Regions from separate parts of the Triticum aestivum genome. Here region 1 is linked to region 2. A link is a contact called in public Hi-C data. All regions are on one chromosome and are shown on one strand. Each heading gives the region's core, a stretch centred on a gene start, on an enhancer-like site or on the middle of the called end of the contact. The rest is flanking DNA. Distances are from core to core; before and after follow the strand shown.

The links. Hi-C and Micro-C count contacts between places; a contact is called where the count stands out from the background.
Region 1: a contact with region 2 is called in a Hi-C map of leaf, with 10 times the contacts expected there. The contact joins the promoter of LOC123103599 here to the promoter of LOC123103597 in region 2. A contact is called at or near these places in 2 of 5 Hi-C or Micro-C datasets (both in leaf).

The regions. Positions count from the first base shown.
Region 1 is chr5A:396,183,057-396,189,727 of IWGSC CS RefSeq v2.1, reverse strand. It overlaps LOC123103599 (FCS-Like Zinc finger 5), which reads right to left and starts at 3,031. Exons shown (of 2, transcript XM_044525241.1): 1 at 2,447-3,031; 2 at 1,887-2,329. The coding sequence starts at 2,781. The coding sequence ends at 2,164. It overlaps LOC123106988 (a long non-coding RNA gene), which reads left to right and starts at 4,266. Exons shown (of 3, transcript XR_006451563.1): 1 at 4,266-4,319; 2 at 4,928-5,236; 3 at 5,337-5,384.
Region 2 is chr5A:395,790,557-395,797,570 of IWGSC CS RefSeq v2.1, reverse strand. LOC123103597 (L-ascorbate oxidase) reads left to right here and starts at 2,925. Exons shown (of 2, transcript XM_044525238.1): 1 at 2,925-3,869. The coding sequence starts at 3,069.

The DNA of each region.
Region 1 (6,671 bases), core at 1,782-4,281, 390 kb before region 2:
TAATTCTAGTGTGTGCACGCTCTGGTGGATTCGTGTAGCTAGCAGTATTGTTGAGTGCGGTGACAAATACATCTCTCTCGTGATCGAAAGATGATGAAAAATAAAGGGAGATGGAGACAAGAAAAGTGGGGCAATTGGGGGGTGCGAGTGAGTGAGCTGATCGAGTGGGCGACAGGAGGTGTCCCCTGTCGCGTGCGTGGACAACTGGACGATGCTTGGGGCCTGGAGCCTGCGGTTGGGTGCCAGTGCGGCCAACGCAACGGACCACTCGTGACCTATCGGGGTGGTGGTGGTGCCTGGAGTGGACTGACTGACTGACATGGGAGGGACGATCCACCACCTATCAGTCTCCAAAAACTGTGATGCGCTTATCAGGCATGCATGCGTTGCTGACGAGGCTAACATGTCAATGAGAGCCCAGCAGCAGCAGCGGCAGCAGCTCTGTTCCTGGATGCTTCCTCGATCTAGTCATTGAGAATCAGGGAACCCTAATTATTTAAGGATCTGTGGAATGAGAATCGATGCTTCCAGGACGCACACGAGCAAATAGAGCTGATTCTGTGGATTTCTGAGTCACATGATTCCAGATGTTTTTTAAAATGAGTTAAAAAAGTATAAAAATTCCCCAAAACAATTTTGTGAACATGTACCAACAGTCTTTATAGAAGGAAAAAAATCGTTGGTTTGCAGCCTGTGTGAAAAGAAAAGACGAAACTGGGAAGGTACAATAGCATCTTGAGATTTTGAAAAAGGCCCCCAATTTGTTATTCTTTTTCCCCACAAATGAGTTGTGTTTTCACAAAACTTTAAATCTGGAGACCATGTTGAGTAATATGCACGTGAGATTTTCTATAAAAATTTTTGATAAGTGCCAGGAACTTAATTGAAAATGGATCATGTGATCCTGAGAGTCAAAAGGGGTTTTCTGCCGGGAAATACACTGATATCCTGTTAAAAAAACACCAATATACTCCTCCGCCCGGATTTACAAGGTTTATTAATTTAATCCTAAGCTGTATTTGTTTCAGTTTGTAGAAAAAAAGGTCATGACTGCCTACTACAACAAGGTTGCCCGGCTCTGGTGAAAGAGGGGCAATGACAGCGGCGCGCCTTCGGCTCACTCCAATACTTGTAGTCGTCGCTAGGTGGTCCACGGACATGGTTGTAATTTTATTACCTATTTTGTTCTTTGCACTGCTATGATTGAAAATGAATAGATTGAAAGTTTCTGAAAAAAAAGTTCATAGAAAAAAGGTCAAACATCTATTATATATTTAATATATTACAAAATACTTCCCGTAATAACACTTTATATTATGGGACGGAGAGAGTAGTATGTAGTGGCATCGATTTGGTGTTGTAATCTTACTCTTTAATAATATACACTTGATCAAATTAAAGGGTTTAACTGTGAACTTGGAGGAGAGAGTATTATATACTTGCACTTGCACATTGGAATAGTTGCGTACTAGAGTCGTCTGAATTTTGTCTTATTGTTGCAATTAGTGAGCAAGTGCTCAAGTAGTAAAGCCCACAGCCATATCCGTATCATGAGAGCCAACAAGCTTTAATACGCTGCCGCAGCGCTGCTCACGGGATTGATTAGTAACCACGCGACTGGTTCAATGACTCTTAACTTTCAGCCTGGCGGCGGCCTCACGAGCACGTAACAACAGTGATCACATCCCTTTTGACTGCACACATCACCAAGACTTGATTACACTAGGCAAGATAAGGTTGTTTTTCTCTCTTCATTAAAGTGCAATTTCGTTAACGGATTCGGTCTACGCAGTGCTGCAATATGAACCGTCGAGGATGCACAAAGCCAAACAAGATAAGATCCGTGAGGTGATGCAATTAACTAATCGATCAGTAGTGGAGGACCGTAGGAAGGAACGATCTCATAAACGGATTCGAGCTCCAAGTGTACATACAATTGATAAAAAGCTATGCAGTTGTACTGAGGCGATGGTCGATCGATCGACCAGCGGTGGCTGACGGCCTGCACAGATTACCAGCGATTCATATTGGAGGCGTTCGTACGTACTACGTACGAGAGTAATACATGCGTAGCGGGCGGTGAGAAGCGAGAGCTTCCAGAGCTACTGGCCGGCAGGTAGCTTCGGAAGATGATAGCGTGCCTGCCTCTCGTGCGCCGTCAGGTTAGGCCGCCGCCACCGTGCCGCCGGTGTCGGTCTTGCCGGAGCGGCCGCGGCTGGTCGCCGGCGCCGCCGCCTCGCTCATGGACCTTGGCGTGCACTTGTCCTTCCACTCCTCGTGCGTTATGTGCTGCTGCCGGCACTCCAGGCTGCAGAAGGCCGCCTCGCCCCTGAAAAATCGTGCAACGGAAGCAGAAGCAAAGCAACAGATTAGTATATTGGCTAGTGGTGCTACTTGGCCATTGATGCACGTTGCACGTGCATGCAGGGGCGGACAGCTCACGTACTTGTACATGAAGGTGTCGCGGCCGGGGCCGAGGAGGCGGCGGCAGAGGCCGCAGTGGCGGAGGAACGCGGCCGTCTCGACCTTGGAGTAGTCGGCCGAGTTGCGCCGGAGCCCCGCCCGCGCCGGCGCCGCGCGCGCGCGGTACGCCGCGAGCCAGTCCGTCCCGGGGGCCCCGCTGCCGCCGCCTAGGGCCGCCAGCCAGTCCTGCCCCCCGCCGGCGCCACCTTCTTCGGCCTGCACCACCGCCTTGGCCTGCTCGTCCTCGTCCTCGTCCTCCAACACCACCGCCAACACGGACGGCGGCGCGACCTCCCTCAAGCTCGTCGTTCGCCTCATCGCGTTCCCCCACCTAGCTCCACCCCACACCACAGCCTAGCTCCTCCCTTAACCGACAAACCAAGACGTACGCCTCTGCTCTCGCACGATCCACCCTACCAGACGCACGCCCGCAAAGTCCGTAAATGGTGCGAGGAAGCGGAGCTGGGAGGGGGGGACGAGGAGGAGGCGGCGGCCATGGAAGTGCGTCAGTGTGCTTGTGGAGAGGAAGAGACGAGGGTGGGGATCTGCGACGGCGAGGGTGGGAGGGAGGAGGGGGAAGATAAAGAGGGGGGAAAGGATCTGGGCCGTCGGATGGGGTCCCATGACCGATCGGATCCACGTCAGCGCACTGATTGTTATTCCCCTGGGCCCTGGGCCCTGGGCCGCATCGTGCTCGCGCCTGATTGCTGCGCGCTTGTTCGCTTCCGGGCGCTCGGTCGGGGGCCTGTCGCAACGTCGTTCGCCGAATTTATTACGATTCCAGGCACCTCTTGGCAACTTTCATTGGCTGGTTTTTGCTACCAGTAGCAGGAGGAGGAGCATTATTGTGACGGTGAAGTTTTTGTGAAGGATAGAAAGGGAGGACGTGTGATTCAGCAGCTCGATGCATGAGATGAAAGCTGAGTTTGTGGTTGGGTTACGTAGCAACTGTAGACCCCATATATTTTTTATTTACTTTGTAATACCCCCTCCTTTCTGGTTTATAAGGCATCTCCCAATGCTCCACCTTGTACATGTGCTAATGTTGCCATGTAGGCAAAAAAGATGATGTGGCAAGGTAATTAAGAGGAAAGAGATGGGTGTGGTAGCCCCAAGAAGAAACAATGTCAAGCGCGGGAACCTAGGAAAAACACTTAAATGGAAGAAGCCCACCAATGCATGGACAACTTTAGTTGCTAAATCACTAAATGAAGGATGCTTAGCAATAACACTACAAGAAAATATACCATTTGCCACCAGGTATTTTGTCACTGAGGAGTTTGGTGGCTGTAGATGTACTAATTGCAACCATTTAATTAGTTCCTTGGTCACGATAGGCCTATGTGCTGTACACTTACCGGTTTGTATCGAGGGCAGAAATAGCAACCAAGGACTAATATGCAAAAAGACAAGTCACCACACGATTCCTAGCGTCTCCCCCAAATCGAATCGCCCCTGGCGGCGGCCGACGCATTCCTTGTGGTGGCGGCGGCGGCCTGATTCGTTTTTTTCCGTCGGAGCGGGCGACGGAAGGCGGAGGGCGCGTCGGAGAGCAGCCTCTTCCCGGCAGCGGCGATGGCGGGCTTGTTCCTCGCGGCGGCAACGACAGGCTTGTTCCTCTCGGCGGCAGCAGCGGGCTTGTCCCTTGCGGCGGTGGTGGCGGGGCACCTGCGTGAGGGAAGGGAAGCAGCTGCAGCAACGGTCGCGTGGGCAAAGAGAAGCAGCTTCGGTAGCAGAGGGGCGCAAGGTCTGCTGCCGCAACAGATGCCTAGGGTTCCACCTTCTCCGACCCCAACCAGCTCTGCCGCAGCTAGCGAGATCTCGCTCTCACCGTCAACACCAGCAAAGGCCAACCTGTAAGAATGATCTCCCCTCTGTCCTTTGCCTCCTTCCCTGTTTCTCTCCATTAATTTGCTTCGAGTACTTGATGGCTAGATCATGCACTTCAAGTGTTTGTGGAAATGTGGAAGTAAAATATACATGTAGCATTCGGTTTGTGATTTGAAAACTGGCTTGGCCTACGATGTAGAGTTTGGTTTTGTGATTTGAATATAATATGTATGTAGTAAATATACTGTATAGTATAATCTTACTGCATATTGATACTTACAACATCAGGACTTGTAATATATTTTTGTAGTACAATGTTTTTCAAGGATATACAATTCTATGATGACTATCTTCAAATACTGTTCTATGAAGACTGTGTTTGTATAATGTTGTAGTATAATGTTTGAAGACCATCTTTGTATACAATTCTAGTACAGCATTATACAGTTCCTTTGGGCTGCTGCTGCTGTGATATTATATTTTAGTATAGTGTTACTGCATATAAAATAATTACATATGCAAGTTGCGGCTTTAGTTTGATAAAGTGCAAGCAGGGCAGGTGCTTGGTAAGGCATATGGTTACTGCATATAAAATAATTACATATGCATATAAAATTATTACGTTTGTGAGCAGGTGCTTGGTAAGGCATATGGTTACATCAGAGGTCGGGGTCATGGACCAAAACCAAATAGAAGGGCCTACTCAAGCGCATCAAGCTCAACTCAGCATGTAGTGGAAGAATTGGCCTCTACAAAGGAGATTGTTGCTACGCAACAAGCTCAAATTGAGGCTCAACAATCTCAACTTGAAGCTCAACAGAAGAAGATCGATTGGCTACAGAGTGTCGTGTCTAACTTGGTTGGCATTTCACCTCCTATGACGGCACTAGTGCAACAGGGCTAGGTTTCACAACTGAGCGGCCAATGCCATCTGACGGAATAGGTATGCAACACATCAATCTCAACTATTTTTGTCATTTTTTATTCACAGAAAATACATGTAGCATATTGCTTTTGATAAAGCATTCCAATTTCTGCCATAGGTTCGCTAATGTCTAACACTGTACAAAGGATGTCAAGTTATCCAAGATCGTTTGCAAGGTAATGTTATTTTTCCCATGCTCTGGTATTTTAGATGATGCCTCCTGCACCTGCAGCTTGCTTAGATATAGCAGTGTACTTGGTATCGAGATCTTCTAATCACGATAGTTCTTGCTAACAATTCTGTAACGGAAAATGAAGATACTCATCATGAATATATGGGCTTACAAATTCCAATGTATAGCTAGTAATACATGTATACATTTTCAACAGTCATTTGAGACCAGGATATAGACCTGCTCCAACTTCTTCTGATGGAAATGGTACGATCAGTTTGCCTCTGCTTCAAACAATCAATATACTATGTGATTTGGCAAATTTCTTCATGATCTTAATCTTGATGGTCCAAATTTATGAATCACATGCTCTCTAGTGTCGGATAGAGGGTCCAGGTATTCGATTGCTAGAACTCAATTTCACCTGTATGAATTGCAAAACGTCTTATATTAATGAACAGAGGTTGTACTACAAAGTACAACACTTGTATGATAATTAGAGAAGGGGGGAAATAGTACAAGAAAGGTGCATCATTAATTCATTATCAAAGTATTTCTTCCAGTTAAACCATAATCTCGGGTGCACAGAACAGAGCAGTAAAAGGCCTTGCAACTCTGTTTTGGGAGTTTATGTTCCTCGGCAATCAATTAAGAAACTCCAGATAAGATAAGATTGATGGAAGACCGAGTCCTGTAGCAAAGAGAAAACTAGTAGCGAACGGCAAGTGGATGATTTTCGAGGATCCTTTATAGATTTATTGTGTTCTCGGTCGTGGCTGATTGTAGATTTTTTGGTGAAACTTTGGCTGCTGACATGATGGTATTGTGGTTTAGAGACACCACGCCATTGTGTCTAGCGTTAGCTACAGCATATTCTATGATTGTCAACATTCAAAAATCAGCTTTCATAGTTAACTGATGGTAGAAGTTAAGAGCACATTTTCTTTCAGATTTGGTTCAGTTCCAGGTTTAAGAAGCGTGTGTTATTGCATCCTTTCCTGTAATAATGGGGTAATTCGATTATGTTCTCCTCTAGATTGACCCAAGTAAGTCTGAGTTCAGTAGCGAAGAGAAACAAACAAATGAATACTTTTTTTTTGCGGGTAGAAACAAATAGATTCTACTAGGTTTGTTTTGGATTGTGCCATTGGATAAAACTTTGGCTGCTGAAATGGTACTGTAACCTAAAGACTCCATGCCACGCCATCATATTGAACTTCTCTGAAGCACTCTGCTCTTGTATTTGTTGTCTGTGTATGTTCTACACATTTTATCATTACA
Region 2 (7,014 bases), core at 1,676-4,175:
GTAGAGAACACGGTATAACATCCCTTGTGGATGAGCTACACAATGTTCAACTGAATAGTTTATCGATTGACATCGGAAGAAGAGTAACAAGGTTTATCCAGCTCCGGTGAGGGAGGACGATGACGGTGGCATGCTTTTAGCTCGCTTGAGTGTTTGCAGTCGTCGGTAGATGGTCTACAGACCTGGATATAATTTCTATTGATTCTAGTATTCTTTGTAATATCTTGATGTTTGATAAATAGATTGGAATCATCTATAAAAAAATCCACTAAAAACAGAAGAATGGTTAATCCGGATCGAGCTCAAATGCTCTCCGTAAACAGTAAAATCAGAAAAAGGAAATGTAAGCTAAATTTAAAAAAAGGCAACAATTTCTGTTAGAAAAGAAAAAAAGACGGACAATTCTCACAACTTTTGTTAATTAATGAAAATAACGAGTCTTTTGCCTCATTCAAGCTTTTTTACTCCGTAGAGAAAGAAATTATATCATCTGTGGATGAGCTACACAGTGTGCACCACACGTGAAATAATTCTGCATTGGTGATATAATTAATTAGCTAGACAGCTAACTCAAAGCGAGTGAAATCTTTTACATTCTGTTCTGGAAAGAGAATCGCTTTGATAAATCAGAACATTCCAGTTCAAAAGAGCGACAATAATTTCTTTGCAAAAAGGAGAAAGAGAAAGAAGACATCATTATTTTCTAACCAAGCCGCATCCAAACAGTCGGTGAACAGAAAATGTCAAGGAAGCGAAGGCTGGAAGGTCGAAGATAAAGCTGGCTAACAGCTTTGCTTTTCTAAAGATCTTTTCTAGTTGTAATTAGTAGTACACGTGAGAATGGGAATGATCGATTTCTGGGAAACCAGGTAAGGGGATACTGTCAAATAACACCAGCTTTCATGAATAATAGTTTTCTTAGTGATGAAATTATGAGCATATCATCGCATAAAAGTAGTTGATTCTTGAACGTGCCCTTGATTTTGCTCACCGCCAATCTCAGTTCTCAACTACTCACGGTTGTTGCAAAACACGATTACAGTGCGACAGGTAATAACAAAATTAGTAGCAAAATTTGGCGCGGAAACCAAATTCGGCTCTAGGGAGCATATGCCCATGCGCGCCAAAAAGCCATTTTTGCAAATGTGAAAAAAGTATGGAAAAAAAATTAAACATGCATATTTTTATGTCCAAAACTCCAAATGTTCTTGTGTAAAGCCCAAGCATTTCGGTATGTGAAAAGAAAAGCCTAAAACGGGACTCAAACGTCAGGGCTGACCGCAACCCTCATATCTAACTCAAATATGAGGCGGATATGGGGACGCCCGGACGCGTCCCCACGTAGGGCTGAGGATGGGGTCCCACGCGGAATCGCCCAGAAACCCGGCAGTCCAACGGACGTCTTCTCCGTCGCCGCGATGTGAAGGTCGTGTGGCACGCTCCGGCTCGCTGCCCGAGGTAAAAATCCGGCTATTTAAGCCGTCCGCCGTCTCCCAACCCTAGCCCATCCGCCTCCTTCCTCTCTGCGCTGCAACCCGAACCAATGTGTCGAAGGTGCCGGCGGAGCTGCAGCTGCCGCCCATGTACCCGGAGCTGGCACGGAGATAGTCGACATCTCCGACGAGGAGTAATTTTAGGTAATCTACATAGTATGTAGGTTTTTTCTTTGCATGCTTTTGTATGGATTTAAAAAATTTAGTATGAAGTGTTCAGATGTAGTTTTGTAAATTTGAGAAGTGATCGGTCACTCAACGTTTGAAGGGTCATATTTGTCATATTTGAGGATGAAGGCGCGAAGCATCCGTGAGTTGCTCGCGAAAACAAATACCAGTCAACAGTCAAAGCTACGGAGCAAAATCAGCAGAGAATCAGCAAGCGCGTCCGAAAAAATCAAGCTATAAGACCACCAGCTCGCAATTAATTAAGTGTAGCCATGCATGCATGCTTGTCATGCTCGCAACTTCCTAGTTGGTGCGCTCCCTGTTAAAAATGATACTGTTCGCTTCGCAAAAAAAATATAAAAAATTGATACTGTTCGTTCGCGTGGACCAAACGTATCTTTTAGCGGGGGACACCGGACGAAATTTCGTACTGGACATTTCGCGGCTTATGTTCGTACTGGACACCGATCTGATCTGATCATATCAGATTCAGGTGACCATTTGCATGCATCTTTTTTTAGAGAAAAACCATTTGCATGCATGCAGTCTACAGCAGAGTAATGCTACACGTACAAACGAGTTACTCCCTCCGTCACGGTTTAGAAGGCGCGCTTGGAAATTCTTTGGGATCTAGGTGGTTATCTATTGGTTGTGGGATGGACTAAAAAATAACATTCACACTACGTATGCATATAGAAATAGTATATCGGAGTACTAATTAGCTACTAAAAATAAATGCAATGCGCCTTAAACCTTGTCTATTGTGGAAACGCACGCAAATTTAACTGTGCCTTCTAAACTGTGACGGGGGAAGTACAAGCTTTTATAAAAAAAGGTTAATTTGATTGGTCAATAGGTGGTAAGGCGGCCCACCCCCTGAAAATCAGGGAGGGCAGGTTTATGATTGGTTAGTAAATAAAAAAATTCTAGGCTGCGTGTAATTGCGTGTAACTCTTTGTATGTTTAGCATTATTGGTCTACATCATCTCGAAGAATGTATACAGCACGGGGCTAATATGGGCAGTATATACGGGCTGACCGACGCTGCGACGCTCCCTCATTTACAGTGGCGCGGTATGTACTTTTCACCTACCTCTTCTATTTTATTTGAGAGCTATTTAATTCCACCTCGTTTTAGTTTTGAAGAAGACAGGAATGAGTTAGTGCCAACTTGCTACCGATGATGGATTAGTAGCACCAAACGTACTGCCAGTCGCCCGTTGGATCAGAGAGACCGGCATGGCAATGCCAATGGCATGGATGGTTTCAATGCCCGGTCCCTATAAATACACCGGACAACAGAGCAAACCATAGCGAGCGCGTGCCCTTGCCCATTCCGGCACATAGCAACGGACATTCCCTAGCCAAGGCCACACCATCCTCTCCTCAGCTTGCTAGCCGTAGGCCATGAGCGGTGGTGGCGCAGCAATGGAGTCGTCGTTGCTATGCGCGAAACAGCTTCTCCTCTGCTGCCTCTTCCTCTTCCTGTGGGCGCTCGCCGCCGTCGCCGAGGCCAAGACGGTGCACGAGCAATGGGACATCAGCTACCAGTTCACGCACTCGGACTGCGTGCGCAAGCTGGCCGTCACCATCAACGGCGGCACCCCGGGCCCCACCATCCGCGCCGTGCAGGGCGACACCGTGGTGGTCACCGTCAAGAACCTGCTGATGACGGAAAACGTGGCGATCCACTGGCACGGCATCCGGCAGCTGGGCACGCCGTGGGCGGACGGCACGGAGGGCGTCACGCAGTGCCCGATCCTCCCGGGGGACACCTTCGAGTACAGGTTCGTGGTGGACCGCCCCGGCACCTACATGTACCACGCGCACTACGGCATGCAGCGCTCGGCCGGGCTCAACGGCATGATCGTCGTCGCGGCCGCGCCCGGCAGCGCCGACGCCGAGCCGTTCGCGTACGACGGCGGCGAGCACGAGGTCCTCCTCAACGACTGGTGGCACAAGAGCACCTACGAGCAGGCCGCGGGGCTCGCCGCCGTCCCCATCGTGTGGGTCGGCGAGCCCCAGTCGCTGCTCATCAACGGCCGCGGCAGGTACAACTGCTCGGCCATGGCGTCCGACGCCGCCGCCGCCTGCAACGCGACGCACCCGGAGTGCGCCCCGCAGGTGTTCGCCGTGGTGCCCGGCAGGACGTACCGCTTCCGCATCGCCAGCGTCACCTCCCTCTCCGCCCTCAACTTCGAGATCGAGGTAAATTCAATCGTTGACGGTGTTCAAGGTTTCTTTCTTCAGCACGTACTGTAGCTGCACGTACGTAAGTTGGTCTTGGTTCTGTCTGACTGCTTCGTTTGGGAGGTGTGCACATGGAGACGTAGTACGTGTGAGTGAAAATAACAATACGAACGTATAGCCGGCAAAGGCGACCAGGGACATGTGGATGCATGTGCGCGCATGCAGGCCGACAAGAGAGATCGGGGCAGACCACGGTCAGATATTCACATTGCACCGAGGAGGATCTGATTTTCGATGCCCTCCGCCACCTTCTTGTTGCTGCCAGCTTGCCACTGCTACCATTAGTGGTAATAGTATACTCCGGGTAGTATCTTTGCTTAGCCGGCAATCAAGGCCGGCCGGCTGTAACATGAAGCCGTGTTTCGGGCGAGCTTCCCTCCAAGCAAGTTATCGCCGGCCGGCCGTTGATCTGGATTGTAGTAACAACAAATATAAAATCTTCAAGAGATCGTCATGGGAGCATGCATCTCTGTGTAGTACTTATCTGCATGCACTTGGACCTCCATCTACGATACATAAGCCTCTCCATGGACTAGTTTAGTACTGATTCCAAAATGGATGCAAGTGGAAACCTCAAGATCCGGAAACATATGCTTTAGTTGATCGACCTTCTTCTCTGTTTGGCTGTACCGCCAGAGTCAAATGGGCAGGTAGAAGCTGAGAGGGTGTTTGTTTCCAGGGACTTATTGGTTTAGGGACTTAAAAAAGTCCCTATAAGTCCCATCTAAATCAAACAGGAGGGACTTATAGGGACTTAAAGTGGGCATTTGGGATTTATGAAATAAGACTCTCAAAAAAGGACTTATAAAGCCTTTTAGTTGTAATATGGTCTTATAGAGACTTATAAGTTTCAGAAACCAAACAGGTAAGGACTTTTTAAGGACTTGAGACTTATAAGTTGGGACTAAAAAAATCTTAGAACTTACGAACCAAACATGGCCTGAGTCATTTCGCAGAAACCACCTGGCTAGCCAGCCAGTAGCATTTGTAAACCACGTCGAAGTCCAGGACTTGAGACACGTACGTACGTCGTCGCTCGAAACAAAACAACAACTAAGACATTGCACCTAATGGTCCAAGGATCCTTGTCAGATATTGACTTGCATCCACTTCGAGCCTAGACGTTTCAGACGTTCTCATCTACCCATATAGAGCTAGCGGCCAGCGTAAACACTGTATATAGGTGGTACCCAGTACCCATCACCATGCAACATAATGAGTGCGCGCGTGTCTGGATCGATATATGGACGTGGACTAGAAGTAACCGCGTAGCACTGTGTCTATCCACCGCTAACCTCCAAGTAGGATGAACTGGATCGATCCACTGACCACCCACATGCATGTAACGTCTAGTTCTAGTTGGCCACTACACTCCCTCCGTCTCATAATACAAGAATATTTTTGACACAAAAAACACTCTTACAATATGGGACAGAAGAATTATACATTTGAGTAGTATAGCTAACATGCAACTTGTGTATGTAGTACGGTATGTACCGCGACAAGCAACACATGCAGACTCCTGGCTAGTCAATGACCTATATCTTGTTACGCATATCACGTAGGAAGGCCTATCTTGTTGCGCGTATCACGTAGGTTCAGTTTAACAACATAATCCACTCGTTAGCGTGAGGAAGATGCAGATAGGATTAAGATCATTTCCCAGTAACGTACACATGCCTACGCACGCTTCTTAGCCCTGTGGTGTTTATCTATTCTCATTCCACATACACGTCAGAGCTGGGGCTCAAATGATCGATCGATTGATCCCGATCACTTAGAAATCGTTGATTGGAGGGGTTGGTTGGAGTACAGATATCATTCAACTATTTAATTATATATGTTAGGTTCCACAGATAATTATACTAGTATAATGTTAGCTGGTTGATTTGGATGAAAGCTAGCTAGCGGCCACGTCTATATCGCGCACAGCACAATGTTCCAGTCCAGCGTTGGGAACAGTACTGCTCAACAAACCCAACATTTATCTTCTGCCCTGCCATGCCGCTCTCCAATCTTTGAAACGGAATTAACAAGTTGACGACGATGTGAAAGCGCAAGGGCGAAGGCAACATGTATGTATACTTAACCTAATAAAGGTGTCTCACCGTCATGACATTTCGAGGAACAAGGTGTGACAGGGAAATCATGAGCAAATACGCTAGCAAACATAGGAAACGCCAAGGAAATTGCTGCCGTACGTCGAGATCGTCCAAAACTCACCCCATATATATATGCCATTGCAATGGAGAATGGAGATTCGCTAGCTAATTCTTTTTGTCACACTTTACCCGTTTGCGTAAACAACGTTTTTGCCTATTTGTGCGCTTGTATTTTCGATAGCATAGTTAATCGGTGCTGCTAAATCTCAGTCAACTTAGACTTCACGAAATCTAAGTCGACATGTTAACCGTTGGATCGTTTCTTGCGTCAGGATTCGCGCATGGGGTTTGTTTTGTCTTGATTGGCCTGTGTAGGGCGTGCGGCCGGCCTGCTTTCATTTGTTTGTCTGTTTTCGGCCTTTTTCTGGTGTCGGGTGCTTAGCTTGGGCGGTGGGCTGTGGCAGGTGTTTAGCTGCCATTTTTTGTCGTTATTTTTTTGTTGGGCTGCGACATTGTTTACACGGATCGGAAGACGGAGAGGGGCCGGCAGATGCATGTGCTCCTTTTCCACGAGCGATGAATTAAGTTATCTCCTTCACCCCTTTTGTTTGGTCTTTTTTTTTTCTCTTTTGTATATTTTCATTCATTCACTGATACCCATAGATATGGGAGTATTTTTTCAATTCCAGTAGTATGGATCAAATAGAGTTTTCCAGTAGCAGATATAACTAGCAGAAATTCTTCGTAGTTTAGATCTAGGTGTTTTTTTTGTTCTTTTGTGTTCTTATTCAACTAGCTCTTTAATTTTGCTCGCAAAAAAAGTAGGGGGTTACATTTTTGTGTTTTTTAGCATTTTTTTGGACATATCTTTGCACCTTGCATGGTTGCAATTGTCTTCCAACACGAATTGCAACCATATCCTGCTCGCAAAATTGCATGCCTCCCAACACGAATGCAACTGAACTTTGTTTTTGTTAGAGGGGCTGGGAGAGGTGGGGGCA